2 separate regions of the Mus musculus genome follow, and region 2 is linked to region 1. The links are chromatin contacts, called in public HiChIP or PLAC-seq maps. All regions are on one chromosome and are shown on one strand. Each heading gives the region's core, a stretch centred on a gene start, on an enhancer-like site or on the middle of the called end of the contact. The rest is flanking DNA. Distances are from core to core; before and after follow the strand shown.

Evidence for each region. HiChIP or PLAC-seq counts read pairs in DNA pulled down with a chosen protein or histone mark.
Region 2: a contact with region 1 is called in an H3K27ac HiChIP or PLAC-seq map of double positive thymocytes, with 4 times the contacts expected there. The contact joins two enhancer-like sites. A contact is called at or near these places in 1 of 484 Hi-C or Micro-C datasets (hematopoietic stem and progenitor cells), 5 of 115 datasets of contacts at active chromatin or transcription factors (T-cell acute lymphoblastic leukemia, bone marrow-derived macrophages, double positive thymocytes and 2 more) and 1 of 9 other capture datasets (adipose tissue).

What each region holds. Positions count from the first base shown.
Region 1 is chr10:93,121,535-93,124,631 of GRCm38.p6, forward strand. No RefSeq gene overlaps it. Among named protein-coding and RNA genes, the nearest start is that of Gm40740, 3.3 kb to the right of the region's middle. Within about 2 kb of position 1,432, at least 22 of the 459 cell types and tissues checked have an H3K27ac peak or open chromatin away from gene starts, as enhancers often do. A contact at or near this core is called in double positive thymocytes, where this site is marked.
Region 2 is chr10:93,323,980-93,327,076 of GRCm38.p6, forward strand. No RefSeq gene overlaps it. Among named protein-coding and RNA genes, the nearest start is that of Gm32688, 8.1 kb to the left of the region's middle. Within about 2 kb of position 1,577, at least 125 of the 459 cell types and tissues checked have an H3K27ac peak or open chromatin away from gene starts, as enhancers often do. A contact at or near this core is called in double positive thymocytes, where this site is marked.

The DNA.
Region 1 (3,097 bases), core at 182-2,681:
TTTTTAATATTTCTGTCTTGCCCTTCAACCATTTTTGGGCATGTTTGTCCTTGTGTGACCCTCTTAGTCCACTTGGCCAGAGCTGCTTTAGAGCAGTCATTGTGAAAGAGTGTGAGATCCCTGGGGGCGGGGGGCAGGCATGGAGACAGAGTTCCCTACATCCAGGAGGTTTGTGAAGGAGCACTTTGGTGTCAACACCAGGGGAAGTGTTGCAGGGCAGGGGCTGTAGCAGAGCAGAGCTAAGACATCTTTATAGTACTCATGGGTCTATTGAAGTCCCATCTTTATAGTGCTCATGGGTCTATTGAAGTCTAAACACAAAATTAGCTCAATTAATTGAATATACAGGATTAGATAAAATCTTGCCCATATTTCATAAATCACATACTCAATTTTTGTCTCGAATTTTATGGAGACAAAGATCTCTCAAAGTCCATTATTAAAACACATAATGTGTCTGGTGGTGGTAGTGGTGGTGGTGGCGCACACCTTTAATACCAGCACTTGGGAGGCAGAAGCAGGTCGATCTCTGTAAGTTCAAGGCTAACCTGATCCACAGAGTGAGTTCCAGGATAGCCAGAACTACACAGAGAATCCCTGTCTCAAAACAACAACAACAACAACAATAATATTAATAAAAAATAAAAAAACAATAAGGTAATGGTATCTATGAATGATGATTATATAAACCATCTGACTGAGTTTGTAAAATGATATGTAAATTAAGATTTTTCTAGATGGAGTAGCATATTCACCTCCTTAGAGATGTGGCATATTGATTTCGGGTATAGTACAATGTTACAACAGTTGCCTAGCAGACTCGAGGCTCCAGGATCAATCCCAGTACCACATACATGTCACCAAAATAGTGGGCTGTCTCTGCAAACAAAAGGTCCATTTCTCTTGTGAGTGTTAAGAAAAAGTCTACAGATTATTAAGCCCCTTCTTCATGCACAAAGCCTTTCTGTTTGTTTGTTCATTTGGTAAAGCATCTGCTGGTTGATCCATCAAGTTGCTTGGAGAACTCCACAGTATATTAGCAAGTCTGCTAAATAACAGATAATTAGTCTCTGGGGGGGGGGGGAACAGGAGAATGCCACAGCGTCCGCAAATCTGTCGCCTGTCTGATGGCTTTTACATTCGAAGCTGCTCCAACTGCTTGGGAACGGCAGCAGTTCTGACTGTGTTTCTTTTCAGGGCCTGCTCGTCTATTCTTCCTACTGCAAAGCTCCAACATCCCGGCTCTTCTCTGCCTCACCTTCTCCACTTCACCAATCACAACTATGACTAAGCTAAAGGAGTCCTCATATAATTATACAAATACATAAAAGGGAACTATGTGGAAGTCTCGTTTTAAGAATAACTATGCACTACTGACATGGAGGACTTTCTCAAAAACTAAAGGCACCACAGGAAATGCCACGTGATGAGGAAACGGTTCATCTGATAAATAAATTTACCTCACCCTGTCCAAATCTCCACAGCAATATCATGATTCCACATTGTTAAGTTCATGGAGGAAATATTATTTCATGGTGTCTTTTTATTATTACTTTTAAATTCTACTTTATGTTGTTTATATGTGGTCATGTACATGCGAGAACATGCACCCATGGAAGAGCCCAGAGGTTCAGGATCCGGGGAGTTGGACTTACAGATGGTTGTGTGCCACCCTACATGTGCAGGGAACTAAATTAAGGAACTCTGCAAGAGCAGCGATCACTCTCAACCACCAAGCCTCTCTCTAGTGCCAGGTTTGTTGGGTTTTTTTGTTTGTTTGTTTGAGACAGAGTCTTGTTATATACTGGAAGATGACCTCAACTCCATCCTCCCTGTCTCTGTCACTTGAGTGCGGAGGTTACAGGTCTGTACCAGCACATCCAACACAGACAATATTTATGTGATAACTCACATTCTCAAAGTGAAGGACTTAGAAAGTCAACCATCCAGGGCTGTCTCTTACAGCAGTCACAGCGCTTGTCTCAGAGCCTGCAACTAGGAGGCCAATCTGCTAGAACACCAGACAGAACTTCCTGCTGTGAAGAAATCCAACCCTCTCCCTTTCTTAGACTAATTTGATTCCCCCGTCAACGCTGAATAAATGTTCCCTGTGGAAACAGTTCTGTGCTAGTCATATTGAGACAGGAGAAAAATAACTTGGCTGTTGGGTATACAAATTAGAGTTAGCAGTAAGGTGTCTCCCCTCCTCCCCTGCCCCCAAATAATGAGTCTTATTGAAATCAAAGGAAAGTTAAAAACTTATCAAAACCTGTTATGGTGATACATACTCACAATCCCAGCATTTTGGAGGCTACGGCTACATTTCGAGACCCTGAATCAGAAAAATTGAGTGCTTTTAGTGGTAGAGCATTTGGCTAAAATGTGCATTCGCTGGGGGGTGGAGCTCAGTGGCAGAGTCCTTGCCTAACACAAACAAGGTCTTGGGATCCTCTCTAGCCCAGCCAAAGGTGGGATGGTGGGTGAACTTAAAGCTTACCAAGTGAACACTTCTGTCTGGGTAGTCTTCCCATGTGTCAACTCAAGATGCAAGCATATTAAGTAGGTTATTCTGTCTGAGCAGGCTTCCCATGAGTCAACAGAAGATTCCCCATAGACTTACATAATACCTGTCTCGCGCAATTTTAGGGAAGTCCTCCTCGGACCTCTCTTTGTTTAAAAGCTGAGCTATAAGAGAGAGACATTGTAAAGAGCAGGGCTACCAGAAAACCTACACCAATGCCAGCTGCAAAGGGAAACTGACTAATCCAAGAAATTTGTCTTTCCTTCCTTACGCTGGTCCTGATCCAGCTGGAGGAAGCTGACTGGCGTTTGCTGGTTTTCCTTTGCAAACGGCTGGCTGCAAGCTGCAGAGGAAGCCAGGCAGGTCTCAGCAGAAGGAAACTGCCCAGTGCCTTCGTCAGTTTCCTGTTGCATCTGACTGATAGCAAAGAGAAGAGGATGTGACGTCATGTTGCCGCAGTTTGACTCTGAGATGCAGCTGATAAACGCCTCCACCTTCCATTCAGAGGCCGGTGACTTACAGTTTTCTTCTGGCCAAATAGAGGTTTAGACTTTCGAACCTGCCTGTCACACATCC
Region 2 (3,097 bases), core at 327-2,826, 200 kb after region 1:
ACATAGCTAGGGAGCCAAGGAGAGGAGATGGAAGGGGCCAGGGCCACTCAATCCCTGTCAATTTCCTTACAACTCTTTTTACTATTTCAAACTCCTTGCAGTTCCAGCATCTCCCAAGAGCACCACCACAAGGGCAAGACTCCTAATATCTGAGTCTTTGGAGAAACACTCAAAGTTAAATCCATATCAGAACTAATGGTTGAGCTAAATTTGGATCTAAGGGATATTTCCAATTTCCCAAGCACAGTCGACATGCTTTACTGAGGCTGCCGAATGTCTTCTAGAGTTTCCCTCGAGGTTATTTCTATTACGTTTATCTCCATAAGGGGGCTGCAGGCAGAACGCCCCTGAACATCTTGCCTTATATCTGTCAGCAGCCCCAGTGCTAAGCACATATTGCTCACATTTACGTTTATAGTCATCCCTATATTTTATAATTGTTTTTTATTTGCTTGTTGTTTCTTGAGACAAGGTTTCTCTCTGTGTAGCCTTGGCTGTCCTGGAACTCCCTCTGTAGACCAGACTGGCCTCAAACTCAGAGATCCACCTGCCTCTGCTTTCCAAGTGCTGGGATTTAAACCATGCGCTACCACTGCCTGGCTGCCTTGCTCTGTCTTTAATAAGAGAGACATCCACACATTCATCCACTTGTTAATAAGCTCACCTGACAGGTGCTAACTGGGTGCTGGTCCTCTTCCAGAGGACCTGGGTTTAATACCCACTACCCAAAGGACAGTTGACGACTGTCTATAACTCCAGTTCCAGGGGATCTGACACCCCCTTACAGACATAGGTGCAGGCAAAGCACAAATGCATATAAAATAAAAATAAGCAAATTGTTTCTTTTTTTTTAAATGTCAAGAAAATAAAATGAAGAGTGCAAAGACATGGTGAGAGATTATGATATTCTTGACAGGAATATTGGCAACTTAGAGCAGGAGCCTGGCTGAAGAGAGAAGGAGGCCAACCGTTCTACATCGTCTAGGCTCAGTTCTCTCTGCTCTGGCACCATTACAAAACTCTCTACACAGCGACGAGGTGTCTTAGAGACGCCACTTCATGTCCAGAGCCCCCACAGAATCCATATGTCATACTCTGAGGTCTCCAGAACTGACCAGGAGCACACCAACCTCCTCCTGCTGTGTCTTTTGACTCCCCAACACAAGGACAACCCTACTGCTAAGCCATCCTTGTGGAGCTCTGGGGAGACTGTCTGGGCCCCGGAATACCTGGTGGCCAAGGAGGTTGTGGGATTTGGCAGGGGTGGTCAGCACTGTTGGTCTATAGCTGCCTTGGTTCCCATTCTCTCCCTCTGTCATATTTGCTGCATCTGAGTGTCTCATTATGATTCCAGCTGGGGAAATTCACTCTCCTGGTTGCTGTTTTCCAATCCATTTGACTGTGGTGAGAGAACTAGGTAAGAACGCCCTCAATACCTGACCCCAACCTTTCTTCTGAGACAACTCGCTGGCCCTTCCAGGCCCTCTAGCCCATCTAACCTCCAGTGGACAGGTCCTCTCCCTTCCAGGGGTTGGGTTTTGTTTTATTTTGTTTTCCCATGCCGATCTAACCCCTCCTTCAACCCACAGTTCTAACACCACTTCCTGCCAGAAGCTGTCCCTGAGGGCTGTCTGCCAGTCTATGTATGTGCCCTGATTAAATGCATTTAAAGCTCCAGAGACCTTTTCTTCATAGGATTAATGGCAGTCATACTTTTATACTTAGTGAAAAGGGGGAATGTTTGAACCACAGCTCAAGTTGGCTTACTAACTTATCTGATTTTTCTCATTTTCTAAAATTGGGCTCCCCATCTTCCATTTTTGCTATGATTGTGCTGGGGTGGGAGAAACTTAAACTCGCTATTAGAAGGTATCGGCCTCTTCCTGTTTAAAACAATCTGTTTCCCCCCCAAATAATCAGCTAATTCAAAGATGAAAATTGCTATCACCGTTACTTCCTGGCTTCCCTCCCTCCTCAGGCTCCAGGGAGGGGCCTCTAGCTGCAGGGTCAAAGGGTGGCCGACAGAGCTTTGGGCAGGGCTTGTGTGGGCTGGGAGTGGTCACCTCTGCTTCTGCTCTGGGACAGCTCAGCACTTTCTCCTGCCTTGCCCCAGACTGACCTGCAGCTTAGCCGTTTTGGCCTTGGAGCCCCTAAGAACAGTATCTGCCTCTGGGAAGTGTGGGACCAGCTTGGCGTCTAACCTTCAGCTGAGCAGTCACACCCAAGAGCGAGGGAGTGAGTGGTAACCACATTCTTGACCCACCAGCTTTCAAGCCTGCATCTTCAGATGGCTTGAGAGAGTATCTAGAGCAGTGTTTCTCAACCTGTGAGTCATGACCCCCTGGAGGATTGAGTGGACCCTCTTGGAAGGTTGAGGGAGAGGTCACCTGAGAGCATCAGAAAACACAGATATTTATATTATGATTCGTAACAGTAGCAAAATTGCAGTTATGAAGTAGCAACAAAATGATTTTTAAGGGGTGTGTGTGTTGGGCCAGGGGGGCTCACCACAGCATGAGGAACTATATCAAAGGGTCACAGCAACAGGAAGGTTGAGAACTATCGAGCTAGAGGAACTTCTTTGTCTCCTACAGACCACGTGTAGGCCCAGAGGAAACAAAGCAATCCAAGACTCTTCTTGTTAGAGAGACTGGACTGTGGATGCCGCATGGGTTTATGGGATGCCTGGAAGGGCAGAGCTCAGCTCATCTCCCCACTGCTACCTGGACACTCCCCAATCCCCGAGGCTTGCTCAAGGGACCTGAACGATGCGCGCTTCTAACTTATGCCTTTGTTTCCCTTTCCCTTAGACTCCCATCTGCTGAATTACATATACTACAGTCTCTGCTGCAAGAGACCACATTCTTTCCTCTCCCTATAGAAAGGCAAGCTAACCACCGCCACCTCCCGCTCCCCATGTTTCCTCTCCCCCTCCCCCGTGACCAGCAACAGCTCGTACACAGTAGTTTTTCTTCTTCACAAAGCCTGTCTTTTAAGATTGACCCTAACAGCTGAGTAATGACCTCTGTTTCCTACCTGGCATCCACCTTCTCTGGACCTATCTACTCCAGGGTCAGGGTTGGCGGGGGGAGGGGAG